4 separate regions of the Mus musculus genome follow, and regions 1, 3 and 4 are each linked to region 2. Evidence: chromatin contacts called from public promoter capture Hi-C data. All regions are on one chromosome and are shown on one strand. The core of a region is the stretch at or near the end of the contact, and the rest is flanking DNA. Distances in the headings are between cores, read along the strand shown. Region 1 holds the start of Upf2 (UPF2 regulator of nonsense transcripts homolog (yeast)). Region 2 holds the start of Atp5c1 (ATP synthase, H+ transporting, mitochondrial F1 complex, gamma polypeptide 1). Region 3 holds the start of Cdc123 (cell division cycle 123). Region 4 holds the start of Usp6nl (USP6 N-terminal like).

Region 1 (3,188 bases), core at 443-2,942, 4.1 Mb before region 2:
TCCTCAGTTGTGTGTTATAGAAAAAGCTTCTCGGGCTGTAGAGATGGCTCAGTGGTTAAGAGCACTGACTGCTCTTCCAGAGGTCCTGAGTTCAAATCCCAGCAACCACATGGTGGCTCACAACCATCCGTAATGAGATCTGACACCCTCTTCTGGTGCATCTGAAGACAGCTACAGTGTACTTAGGTATAATAATAAATAAATATTAAAAAATAAAAAAAGCCGGGCGTGGTGGCGCACGCCTTTAATCCCAGTACTCCGGAGGCAGAGGCAGGCGGATTTCTGAGTTTGAGGCCAGCCTGGTCTACAAAGTGAGTTCCAGGATAGCCAGGGCTACACAGAGAAACTCTGTCTCGAAAAACAAAAAACAAAAAGCTTCTCATAATTACTTATCAATGGCATAGAGTGGCAGCATTCACCTCTCCCTCCTTCGGTGCCCTTTACGTGATTGACCTATTGGTTGTTTTGAACAAGAAAAAATTAACCCAGGAGGTGCACAATTTGAAAGAGAATTTACTTGCTAATAATGAAGTGGGCAGGGAGAAAGCAAATGGGCAAAGGCTGAATAAAAAGGGGGCAAAGACATCTCAAGCACTAAGGTTGGTAGCAGATCATTGTACGGGCTTGAACACTGATGAATCCAGACTTGTTTTGCACCTTTGTTCCTTTGGCTATGGGCCAACCAGAGCAGAACCATATGTACATCTAAGCAGACCACAATCTGAACACGAATCGGAGGTCAGAAGCACATTATATCCACTTGGGAAAACAGGTTGAGCAGCTGATAATGCACTTCACAGTCAATTTGGTTCAAGTTCGTAACCCCATCCCTTTAAAAACGGGGCGATTTCATTCCACTGTGAAAGTTATAATACTTACAATAGAGGGCTTTCTATATTTTCCAAATGGGAAAAGCCTTGATTGCTCTCTATTTTAGCTGTTTTTCATGTCCAACACCTTAAACCGGTTCTGGAAATTCCCCCACCAGTCTACTCTACCTCTACCTTCCTCAACAGCCATGTTCTTTAGCTTTTCGATTTTTTAAACCTTCAACCTTTCGGTATTAGTCCAATCAAAGTTTGCCTTCTTGAACCCGTTCCTCACGTTCGCATCAGGCAACCTTCGGAGAACTAAGTTACCAACCTTGACCTCGACAGCGCCCCGTAATTCTACTATCCCACCACTCTTCTATGCCTCCTTAGAGTTCCGCCCCGTCTCATTCTCGCTCCCCCCACCCCCGCCCCCAGCCGTGAATCGCTTGCGCCTGCGCATCTCCAATTCAGGCGCTTTCCCTTTCCTGACGACCAATCCACTTCCCGCCTCCGGTCCTTGGAACACTCCTCCCCTCTGCTGGGGCCCTGATTGGAGGTGCTGGAAGCGGTTGTCCTATTCATTGCCTGTACATAAAAATTTACAGATAGGAGAATTTCAACGAATATCTGAAGGAGAAGCACATCCTCGAGATTAGGTATAGATTGATCACTTCTTAACCCAGACGAGGGATTGAACACATAGCGAGGGACCGGAGACGAAGGTCCATTTGGACTAGGCAGTCGTGCGGGCAGCCTTTTCCTTTTCCCTCTGCGCTCCGCCCCGCCCCCCTAGCAGCCCGGCCGCGTTGGTGAGTGGCGGGCGGGCGGGCCGACGGGCGGAGGGAGGAGGGGAGCGGAGGGAAGGCGGGCCCTCGTCTGCGAGAGCGGCGGGGGGAGGGGAGGGGAGCCCGAGCGCTGGAGTTGGTGCTGGGAAACCCGGGGCTAATGTTGACAACAGGCACTAGGTGAGTTCCGGGGATCCTCCTTCCCCCTCCACTCCGACGATAGGGACGAGCTGGTGCGGAGGGCTACCGGTCCGGACTCCTGCTCCCCGAGGGACCCGAGAGGCGACTCCGCACTCCAGCTCTCCGGGGGCGGCGAGCAGTGGAGGGACGAGCGGATCGGACGTCGTCCTCCTCAGACCCCTCTCCCGGAGGCTCCGGTCAATGTGGGGGGGATGTCTCGGCCCGGCCGAGGCCGGCGTGAGGGGCGATAGAAGAGGTGTCTGCCCCGCATGCCTGGGCCCAGCGTCGGGGCTGGAGGCGGAGGAGCCTGCCGTGGAGGGGGAAGGTGTTCGGGGGCGTGGAAGAGTGCGAGGAGAGGCTTGGGGCGAGCTCGGCGGTCCGGAGGGAAGCGTGGACGAGGGAGCGGGGAAGATGTGGAGTAGGCAGTCGAGCTGGAGAGGCTGCAGTCTGAGGGAGTGTGGGATGAGAAGTTAGGCTTGGGGCTTAGATGTCCCCACGGAATAGGAGTTGTGGACGGGAAGTGTGTCAATGGTGGGACCCTGAGACCCAGCGGGGGTTTGTGGGAGATTTGTGGGTGATGCGTGTGCAGGGGAAGAGGCTTGGAGCGGACCTGCGGATGGGGGGCAACGGGGCTGTTCGGGTTTACTTCCTTTTAATCAGGTAGGATGGTTGACTGTTCGACTCGAACTCAAGGCTTTCATTACTTCCCTTACAAGCAAGTACTGTTGAACTAAAGAGAAGCCTAGCAGAGGCTGCTTACAGGTTTGGGGGTACGCATGGAAGCGAATAGCCTTGCTCTTAGAAAACCTTAAATGTACCGATTGACACATTAGATGAAAATAAGACTGTTACTGACCCTTCTCATTTGTCATAGTTTTTAGGGGTTCATAAAAGTCGTACAGATCGTCAGGAAAGCCACTTTTGAGCTGTGGTGAAATCTCTGAAAAAATTTGAATAAGTCTCGTACATATATAAGGATTTTGTAAAAGAATAAACTCAGAAACCGGAAGATATCTCTGTGCTGTTCTACCTTTAGAACATTTTGAGTTCAAAACACAGACTTGAAAGGTAAACCAGCATTCTCTTACTCTGTAGTGTTTTCAGAGCAGTCTGATTGTGATTTCATACATAGACCATATGGTACTTAGCAAACTTATAGCTGTATTAGGGGACACCTCCGTTCTCTGTCCTCTCTCCAGGACACTGCATTAGAGTCTGTCTTACTAGTAAAACAGTTTTTACTTTCTTTTGGAAGTTTAGAATGTACTTAGAAAGGCAACTAAAATAATACAGACCAAGTGCCGGGAGCGGTATTTTGGGAGCTAGAAAGGTGGTTTTCAATCATACTTTCCTTTTAAGGGCTGTCTGAGTACTTAGCAGAGTAGTTTGTAAAAGTTGATTCTATTTCAAT
Region 2 (3,247 bases), core at 653-3,152:
ATCTTCTTTGATCATACAGTGTTATTTGAAGACTTCAAGTCGGTAGAGGAAGGAGTTAGACTTGATGCCTATGAACGAATCAGCAGTCTGGAAGGAATGCTGGGAGTGTGTGATGCTACATAGTGTAGAGTTAAGGAAAACACCCAACTAGCTAACTAGTGAACACCTAACCAGCTAATACCTAGCTAACTCTCAAGAAAACATTGGAAGCGTATCAAATTCTGACAGTGGCCTCACTACACTTGACAAAAGAATAGTCTTTTCACACATTGTATACACAAACACGGGAGACAGCTGATGTTTGCTGAGGACCACTGGATGCCAACAAAGACCCTTCACATCTTATCACCTAAGAAGTGCCAACTGGTGCAGGGCAGGCACTCCACAAATATCTACTGGCTGAAGGAGACACAACTGAGAATGCAACTGTTATTGACCTCCATATAAGTAACTCAAGCTGACTTCCAAGGTTAATCTAACAACATCTGAACGAACACACACACACACACACACACACACACACACACACATTCTCTGGAACTCCTTTTGCAGACTAGGCTGGCCCAGAACTCAGACACCCACCTGCCTCTGCATCCTGAGTTGCTGAGATCAAAGGTGTGCACCACCAACATTCTTCCAATACATAGTTCATATCTATCGTATTTAATTGCCTCACTACTTTGGAGTCTTAGCATATTGCTACAAATTCTTTGCTTAATGAAAGAACTATTTCAACTAGTTCTTGGCAGTTCTCTAACCTAGGTTACAAAACCCTAGTTCAGTGCTGGAGCGCCTTAATAATCCTCTGTACCATAAAAACAAGGAACCACTAAAACACTGTCCACAGTTAACAATCTCCTTAGCACCAGTTCTTCTAGCAGTCTAGCTTCAAAGTAGTTCATGTTATTATACAACGTCACCCATAAGTCACGTTTTACCTGACCTTCCCTGGGCATTCTAATATACAACTATTTTATTTTGCACAGAGGATTAGTATTTAAAGTCGCCCAACCTTATGGTATCCCTTTATCAAATGGAGGCTAACAAATGTAACTGTATTAAGGCCTCCTCCTCCTACCGAGGGACCTTGGGACAGTTTTATGACCTTGCAGAGATTGTACTTCAACACGAGGGCATGATGACAATGGCAATGTCTTTCTCTTCCTCATCGGCAGATTTTTTTAAACCCCTTTAGCACCAAGGCGACCAGCAGGTTCAGGCGGGGGCTGATTTTGAGTTCCTTCGTTTCTCCAGTACCCAGCAAAGAGTCGGATGGCTACACAGTGAATGCCTTACCAAAGAGCTCAAGCAAGCCATCACACCTTAAAGGGTCACGCTGCTCCCCCGTGCAGTGTTTCACAGGGCTTCAAAGCCAAAAGTTACAACCAAACGTTCCCCGGTCGCCCCTTCACCTTCAGGGCCTTTCTAAAGACTTTGCAAGCTGTGCTCCCGGGTACGGAGCGGAAGTACGGAGTTGATCGAAACCCAGATGGCTCCAAAGCTCAACCCGAATCCCGTCCGGGTCCCGAGGTCCCGGATGGCCGTTCCAGTCTCAGGGGATCAGACCGTGACCTTGTTCTCTTTGACCCCTACCAGGGGTCCGGCACGCAACCTTCCAGCTCTGCAGACATCCCCGCGGCCTGAGCTGGGGCCTTCTTCCGCCAGGAGTGAGCATGCAGCTCCATCCCTCCTGCCTCGCAGCAAGCCCGAGCCCCCGCATCCCTCCCGATGTGGTCCTACCATTGCGGCTGCACGGCGCAGGCCGACAGCCCGACAACGCTCGCCCGCGAGAACATGGTGGAGCCTTGAAGGTCGGGCAGACGGGACTCAGTGCGCGTGCGCGGGAGCTCAGGCGCCCCGGCCCGCTCCGCCTGCGTCCTCGGTCTCGCTAAATCTCGTGAGCGCCGAAGCCGCGAGTTCCCTGGCCCCACCCATTTCCTGCTGTCAATTTCGGTCCCGCCTGTCCCCGCGCTGAGCCAGTTCCGCTTCCGACCGCTTTGTAGTTGTAGCGCTCAGGGTCGCCATGGGCAAGTCGGATTTTCTGAGCCCCAAGGCCATCGCCAATAGAATTAAGTCCAAAGGGCTCCAGAAGCTTCGCTGGTACTGCCAGATGTGCCAAAAGCAATGCCGCGACGAGGTAAGTGACTCAGGCTGGCCGCGACCCCTCCCTCGGCTTGGAGCCCTCTCCGGCGCAGTCTTCCCCAGCTCGGCGCGAAGCCCTCCAGCTCCACGAGAAGTGGTCGCAGACAAGCACTCACTGATCGCTTACAATCGCTAGGCTGAGCACTGAGGTTTTACATTTAGACTTCCCTGGTGGGGTCGGTCGGTCAAGACGAGGAACTCAAGTTGCTCCGCTTAATAGTGACATGGGCTTGGCCACTACTGGTAAAGTAGAGGTAATAGTTGTACCCACCGGCAAGATTGTCGCCGAGTTTTTTCATGGAGAGAAGAACTCTCCATGACATAAATGCTTCATTCCCGACTTGCTACTGCTATCCTATAGTTTCAGTATGTGGGTTCCCAAAGGTACAGGCGTGCAGTCCATCGCACCTAGGAGTGACCGCTAAGTGTTTTTCCATATTTGCTTACATCATATAGTAAATTATATAAATATATGAATATCAGTATACCTTCACCCTTGAAGACTTAATTGTGTAATCAACATAACAAGTAATCGTATTATCTTTTCAATTAATGCCAAAATGCCACCAATATAACAGAACTAATAAAAATTCTTGTACATTATCTGATACATATTTTTGTTTTAGAGACAGTATCTCAGTATGTAACTTTGGCTGGTCTGGACCTCACCAGGCTGGCCAAAAAACGAGATAGACCTGCCTCTGCTTCCCAAGTGCTGGTTGATATCAGAGATATACACCACCCTACTTTATATTAATACTTTCTTGGTAGTCTTGTGGTGGCGATGGGGACCAGAGAGGTTGTTTATTAAGCAGTGCTACAAGTTTTGTTTAATGTCTTATGTATGCCTGGCAAATGCTCTACCACTGAGCCCTCATGCACTGCGTCATATTTCTGTTATCTTATTTTGGTGTATGTGTTTATGCATGTGTGCATGCTGCACCAAACAGATACATCCATACGGAGATCAAAGGGCCACATGTAAATGGTTATTTCCTTCCAGCTTGAGGGTCCTGGGATTGAAGTCATGTTGTCACATCTGGCACCAAGCGCCTTTAGCCACTGAGCCATCTTACTGACCTTATGCCACCTTCTTAGTAAGTCA
Region 3 (3,324 bases), core at 617-3,116, 4.2 Mb before region 2:
GTGGGTAAAGGTACCAGCCATCAAATCTGACAGCTTGAGGTTCAATCCCCAGGACTCATGTGGTAGAGGAGAAAACAAACTCCTGCAAGTTATCCTGTAACTTCCATATGCCCAATATGGACACATGGGCACGTGTGTACACATATGTAGTCACAGACTTGTCTAGGGATGCCAGAAAATCCCAGTTATTGGTTGACTTCCTTCTCGTTACCATCCTCATATCCACCTATATGTGGCATACATTTTAAGTGTACTAAAATAATTCACTTTGGGGCTGGTGAGATGGCTCAGTGGGTAAGAGCACCCGACTGCTCTTCCGAAGGTCCAGAGTTCGAATCCCAGCAACCACATGGTGGCTCACAACCATCCGTAACAAGATCTGACTCCCTCTTCTGGTGTGTCTGAAGACAGCTACAGTGTACTTACATATAATAATAAAATAAATAAAATTAAAAAAAAAAAAATTCACTTTAATGAGGCTTTATTAAATCCAAAAGGTAACAGGCAACATTTTTCATGTGTTTACTATGTGCTACAAAAGAGTGGCAACATTTTAAGTATTTTTTTTCTTTTGCAATTCTCATGACAATCCTATTATGTTTCTAAGTTTTCAAATGTGGTTTAGAGAGATTAAGTAATTTGCTGAAGATGCTGATAGAACCAGAATTCAAAGCCAGACAGAGGGTTCTGACTCTACAATCTAATTCTTGGGGGCAGGATTTTGTTTTTTGTGGTTTTGTTTTGTTTTGTTTTTGGATGCACCAATTCACCGTGGGCATTCTGCAAACCTGGACAGATTCCTTGTTCCAGGCCAGAGAACTAGAGAATAGGATCCCACCTTCTCAGCCAGGCGGTGGTGGCTCACGCCTTTAATCCCAGCACTTGGGAGGCAGAGGCAGGTGGATTTCTGAGTTCGAGGCCAGCCTGGTCTACAAAGTGAGTTCCAGGACAGCAAGGGCTACACAGAGAAACCCTGTCTCAAAAATCAAAAAAAAAAAAAAAAAAAAAAAAAAAACCCAAAACCAAAAACCAAACGATCCCACTTTCTCTCCAGATGGGTTGCTTCTTCTCAGAACACTGGATCGTCAGTAGCAATGCAACCTATACACACTACCAAACTGGAGCTTCATCCAGACTTGGAGGTACCGTCTGTATCACTGTTCTCATTGTACAATGATGGAACGCAACTCTCACCAGAGGGGGTTGTCGGTCAGCAGCAGGCAAAGTCTCCAGTTTTGTTTTGTTTATTGCCTTGCGCTTCTGACAATTCCCAAAGTATCTATTTCAATCTACCCTACCGAGGACCCCCACCGCCTCCCTACCTCCCTCGACTCGCTCTTTGATTCCGAACAGGACGCACGGCAAACACTGATCTACTTGTTAATCTTGCTCCGTCAAAGCCAATAGAAAATCCGCAGCTCGACACAGTCGCTCCCACTGAGTAGAAGGCCTGCGGATTTTGTTTAGTTTTCTGAAGGGATGGGATTTACCCAAACCCCCCGGTTTGACTCCGGGATAGGTTACCTCTTGATGGTAAGGCTTCGGAAAAGTGGGTACCACGCGGAGAACTGACAGTGACTAACATGCTCCTTCTTCATTCTCCAGCTGCCGCGTCAATAGCCGCCTTTCCCTCTCCCGCCAGCCCTCTCCCGGAACCCTGCGCAGCACTTCCGGAAGTGCCGACCGAGCCGTCTTAAAGAAAGGACTCTTCCGGTCCGTAAAAGTCCGCTGGCGCTAGACTCTAGAGCCATGGTAGACTGTATGCTTAGCGTGCCCACACAGACGCGCAAGACACACAGAGATCTGAGTCCGCAGAGAAGAGGCACGAAAGCGTAGATTTTTAGGAAGCTTACATCTCCGCTTTCGTCTGTATGCACCTCGACCCGGAAGGTAATCATCTGAAGCTAGCTGAGCTTCTACGGGTGCCTGGAGGAGGACGTGTGCACATCCTCCTTGCACCACGAGAGGCGCCGGTGTCTCTAGCGGTGGCGCCTGATTCTACGGAGACTGCAGCTTCTGCCTGATCCTTTTTCCTTTCCTCCTCAATCCCTTCCACATCCCACAGTTTAGTGTAGGTAAGTGGGCGCGAGCCAACCTCGGTACTAAGTGTCCTTGGAGAGGGGAAGGGAAAAAAGGGCGCGAGCACAACCGATGGTGCCCAGAGTACAGCCCGCCGCGCGCGCGTGTCTCCGCGTCTGCGCCTGAGCGCGAGACGAGAACCCGGGATCCAGGCGGACCAGCCTGGGCTACGAGAGGAACCTGGGAACAGCACAGTAAATGTTGGAACACATCAGTTGAGGCATCTACAAGAAGGATGGCCCCTTCTCATTCCGGAAAGTAGATTTTAGAGACACAGGGAAGAAGTCCCGCATGCACGATTCTGGGGAGGAGGGTGGTATTTTACGATCCTGAAGATGAAAGAAGCGATGTTCGTCTGAGAAATCAAGAAAAAGGGGAAAGTTGTGTCTTTTAAGCTTAAAGTTTAGTCCAATTCCGAAAAAGTTACCAGTGTGGAAAAAGCACATATTTTTATCAATGTCTCTGCAATGATGAAATCGTAAAAGGTTGGAAGAGTTTGTATACGACAACTTGTGATATCATTTTTCTCCCTACTCCTTTTTCCATCTATCATCCTACAAAGTTCAGTTTCTTTTTAAAAAAAAAAAAAAAAAAGGAAAAAAATCACCAGCTGCAAGAGACAGGCCTTTCAAACCCTCTGGTGCTTCCTGTAATGTAGAAGCCTTGGGCATGTTCCAAGCACGTATTTGTCCAGAAGCACCACATTTCTGATACTCACCCTCACAGAAAAATAAATTGCATTTTCCACAGCGCATCTAAGCAGTTTAAATTAGAGAGAGAGGAAAAACCCCAGCCACTGTTGACCTCTTTAGAAAGGTATTTGTTAGAACTGATGAACAGAATCCTCTGTATTTTGAATTAGAATTCGTGCTCGCGCGTGCACACACACACAGGAGAGGTATACATTGTTTGAAATGTTACAGGTAAAGTGGTTGGAAGCATTGCTTAAAGAATACCTTCCAAAATCAAGATCAATGGTTTATAATGTTGCAGTGTATAATGATGTGTTGTGGATAGCAGAGCTTCTTATTTAAGAATGGTGGTATCCAGAATTAATCAATCCTGGGTTTTGTTGCTTGTTTGTTGTTTTGATACATAGTCTCTCTCTACATACTCCTGTCTGGCCTGGAACTCTTTGGTTCTCAATGTGTGGGTCACGACCCTCTCACAGGTCCTATATCAGATGCTCTATAGACCAGATATTCACATGACAATTCATGACACCAAATTACAGTTGCAAAGTTG
Region 4 (3,588 bases), core at 833-3,332, 3.8 Mb before region 2:
ACATGTACTTTTACCTTTGGCAATATTCTGTAAGTATTGTCATGAGTATAACATAACTTTTAAAAACGAAATGCAAACATCACTCTTCCTGTTATGTGATCGGAAAGTTCTAAATGGCTGGCATTTGCAGAATATTCTCATTGGAGATACAAACTGTTTATTCCCCCTTTCATTTTCTCTGGGATTTTGACAGTGAACTTTCCCCCCAGTTGAAGGGGGAATCACATGTATGATATCTATCGTATGTTAGAGGGAATAGGATCACAAGGCGGACATAACTTAAATATGCATTTTTTTTTTTAGGACAGCGGTTGCTAAACGACTACCCCAAGACTCAAGTGTTCCTATTTGTGTAGGTTTTCAGTGAAATTCAGCTACCCTCATTCTTGAATATATTTCTGAATAATAGTACAGACTGCTAAGTCTGAAGTTGGGCCGACAGTGCTGACAGTTAAGTCTAGAATATAGTATTACACTAATATAAACTTCACACACACATCTGAAACTTCTCCTTCAGTTTGTGAAGCAAGCTGTGTCCAGCATTGCCCCTCCAACTCATTGATATTTTTGTATTTGTGGTAAAATTTCTGGATGAATTCTCTTGAGCCTCTGTGGGGTTCCCAAGGTATCCGGAGAGACGGTAACTCAAACGTTATACTTTAATTCAGTAAGTGTCTTTTGGAGGACTTCTGCAATCTTCAAAGCACAATGTAAGTACATGCGTATGTGCATGTGTTGTCATCAAAGACTTGGAAGCTGTAGGCATTGTCACAAATGGAGAGCTCTTTGGTGACTTGCTAATTTTGGAATTCTATTCCTTATATTTGAGTGTTGAAAAAATTCCCATGACCATCCAACTTTTGACCTGATTTTCACCAAACCAACTGTGCCATTTGTACATACCAGAATAAACAAATCAATAAACAAAACAAAACCCAAAGTAGTGTTTCCAAACCTGGTTTAAATGGAGACCTGAATGAAGGGATGCGCGCGCGCCTGTCTGTCTGTCTGTCCAAAAGGCCCTGGGTTTCACTGGTTAATCAGCATTTGAGAGTCAGAAGTGGCCTCAGAGGCCATCTAAGACCCAAGGAGTCACAGGTGTTAAAGTCTGCAAGCCCAGGAAGGGCCAGGACTCTGCCTCTCCTCAATTCCTCAAGGAACACAGTTTGCAGTGAGTGTCAGGTTTCACCAGCCTGGGAAAGAGTAAACGCAGTGCACAGTTGCCAGCTATAGTAATTCTAGTTCCTGGAAACAAGGACAGAAGCCTTTTAGCTACTCGCACACCCAAACCTTTGCTGCTTCTAGTGAATAAATCATTTAACCGTCAGCAAATTACAGTGTTGGGAAGTTTACATCATCCCCTTTTTACATCAGTTCTTAATGGAAGACCGTGGGGATTAAAACTCTTGACACAGAAAAAGCTGACCTAAAGAAAGATGGGCCAGGGAATGAACACTGTTTAGGCAGCAAAAGGCTTGCACACAGTAGCCTACTTAAAGTTGTGCTGATCTGAACTCTTGGCATAAATGCCTGGAAATTGACTGTGTGACCTTGTGTCAGTAACAGAGCCACTCTGTTGACAGATTCACTGTGCACACACTACCAAGCATTTGTTTGCGCGGGGAACAACTCCACGAAGCAGGTACAGTTTCCCTCTCACTTCACGGGTGAGGATACCGAGTCCAAGAAAAACCCAAGTGCAGTAGGCAACGTCTGAAGGCTGGCGAGCGGACGGGCCTCATCCGCGAAAGGCGCCGTGCTCTGCCGGCTGCCCTCAGGTGTCAGACACAGCACTGGTCCCAGCCCGTGAGTAGCTCTGGAGCGATCGCTGGGCGCCGCCGGGTCGGCGGACCCCCTCTTCATGCAGAGGGGCTCGGGCCGTCGGCCTCCGCCCGCAGCCCATCGAGCGCGCGCCCGGCGGGAGCGCGGGAACAGCGCACGTGCCGCCGGGAAGGCAGGGGCTGTCCGCCCGCGCCAAGATGGCGGCGGCCGCGGCCGCAACGGCGACTGTTGGCGGCCGGTGAGGCGGGCGGGGCCGGCGGCGCGGAGGCGGGGTCCCGGGAGAGCCGCCCTGGGGAAGGCGGGGGCCGTTTCCATAGCGGCGGCGGCTGGAGGTGTCGCGCCGGGGAACTTCCTGGTTCCCGGGCTCGGCTTTGCCGGGAGCCTCCTGGAAGGGAAACAATGGGGCGGAGGGCACTGCGGTAGCCGCCGCCGCCGCCGCGCCGGACCTCTCGGCCTCCCGCGACTGGCCGCCGCCGCCGCCGCCGGGACCGCTTGGAGGTAACTTCCTTTTCTCTTCAGCCGCTGCTACAGGGGCTGGCGGGGTCTAAAGGCGAGGGGGCCAGGTCGGAACTGGCTCCGGGCAGCCGGTCGCCGCCATTCCCGGCCCCGGGCAGAGGGCACGCTGCGGCGGCGCGGCCTGGCCCGAGCCGGCTCCCGTGGACCCCGCGCGCCGTGTTGCTCGCGCGTGGGGGTGGTGGTCTGCGGTGTGATTGACAGGCGGGCGGGCGCGCGCGCGGGAGCGGCCGGGCGGGGGGCCGAGAGGGCTCGGCGCTGCGTGCAGACCCCCGGGGAGGCGGAACGCTCCGGCCGCCTTCCTCCCCCACCCCGCGTGCAAGTTTCGGTCCCCGGGGAGACGTGTCTCCCTTGCAAGTTTCAGTTGCGTCCTGCGGGAGCGCGAGTGGGCAGGACCCAGGCAAACTTCGTTCGCTGAGACGATTGCCTGGGATGCCGCAAGAACTTTGGAGCAGCCCCGGGGAGGATGGGCGGGCGGGAGGGAGCTGGAAATCCGTGCGCCCCGGCAAAGTTTTGCTGGCTAGTTTGGGGCTCCGGGAGCGCGGCGTTTCTATAGGGGATGAGCACGGTGGCTCGCAGGTGTTTTAATGCAGAGAATGAGAGAAGTCTTACTCCATGGTGGGACGTTCATATATGTTGAGCATCGAGATCTCTGGGCTCTTCTTTAGGCACACTCCGTATAATCGACAGATACTTTTTTTTTTTTTAAAGATTTATTTATTTTATCTATATGCGTACACTGTAGCTGTACGGATGGTTGTGAGCCACCAATGTGGTTGTTGGAATTTGAACTCAGGACCTCCGGAAGAGCAGTCAGTGCTCTTAACCGCCCAGCCATTTCTCCAGCTATCCACAGATATTTTGAATTTTATTTTTAAAATTAGCGTACAAGGTGTTAGCTAACATCACGGCATTTTCGAATAAAGCTGCGTTAGTAGATTCTTCTGTTCACTCATTCCTCCTACCCCAGATGCTTTTTAAGGAGACTAATATGCGTTGTGCCTTATGGAAAGGCTCGGTGAATTGGGGCAGTACTGCGACACGAATGGAAAAAGTTGTAGGGACAGTGTTCAAAGTATTCTTGCTGGAACAGTTTAGTCGTGGATCCTTCCTTCCTTCTTTCCTTCCTTCCTTCCTTCCTTCCTTCCTTCCTTCCTTCCTTCCCTTCTTCCATTCCTATGTAATTAGATCTATGAGACAAGTTGTTTCATAGCTCAGAAAAGTTTCGCGGTACGGTTGATTGAGATGACTCGTGACCAATTCCCTCCCATACTGAATCTCTGGAAGTTTTCT

What was found. Promoter capture Hi-C pulls out the DNA fragments that hold promoters and counts their contacts.
Region 1: a promoter capture Hi-C map of pre-B cells shows a contact between it and region 2. The contact joins the promoter of Upf2 here to the promoter of Atp5c1 in region 2. A contact is called at or near these places in 3 of 39 promoter capture datasets (cranial neural crest, pre-B cells and second pharyngeal arch cranial neural crest) and 1 of 484 Hi-C or Micro-C datasets (embryonic stem cells).
Region 3: a contact with region 2 is called in a promoter capture Hi-C map of pre-B cells. The contact joins the promoter of Cdc123 here to the promoter of Atp5c1 in region 2. A contact is called at or near these places in 2 of 39 promoter capture datasets (cranial neural crest and pre-B cells) and 1 of 484 Hi-C or Micro-C datasets (CD4 T cells).
Region 4: a promoter capture Hi-C map of cranial neural crest shows a contact between it and region 2. The contact joins the promoter of Usp6nl here to the promoter of Atp5c1 in region 2. A contact is called at or near these places in 4 of 39 promoter capture datasets (cranial neural crest, frontonasal cranial neural crest, maxillary cranial neural crest and 1 more).

The regions. Positions count from the first base shown.
Region 1 is chr2:5,949,777-5,952,964 of GRCm38.p6, forward strand. Upf2 (UPF2 regulator of nonsense transcripts homolog (yeast)) reads left to right here and starts at 1,693. Exons shown (of 22, transcript NM_001081132.1): 1 at 1,693-1,777.
Region 2 is chr2:10,078,608-10,081,854 of GRCm38.p6, forward strand. Atp5c1 (ATP synthase, H+ transporting, mitochondrial F1 complex, gamma polypeptide 1) reads right to left here and starts at 1,903. Exons shown (of 10, transcript NM_020615.4): 1 at 1,741-1,903. The coding sequence starts at 1,796. Kin (Kin17 DNA and RNA binding protein) reads left to right here and starts at 2,005. Exons shown (of 5, transcript NM_025280.2): 1 at 2,005-2,137. The coding sequence starts at 2,024.
Region 3 is chr2:5,843,311-5,846,634 of GRCm38.p6, forward strand. Cdc123 (cell division cycle 123) reads right to left here and starts at 1,867. Exons shown (of 13, transcript NM_133837.5): 1 at 1,525-1,867. The coding sequence starts at 1,598. It overlaps Nudt5 (nudix (nucleoside diphosphate linked moiety X)-type motif 5), which reads left to right and starts at 1,724. Exons shown (of 10, transcript NM_016918.3): 1 at 1,724-2,075.
Region 4 is chr2:6,320,675-6,324,262 of GRCm38.p6, forward strand. Usp6nl (USP6 N-terminal like) reads left to right here and starts at 2,083. Exons shown (of 15, transcript NM_001080548.1): 1 at 2,083-2,280. It overlaps A230108P19Rik (RIKEN cDNA A230108P19 gene), which reads left to right. Exons shown (of 7, transcript NR_040333.1): 7 at 1-937.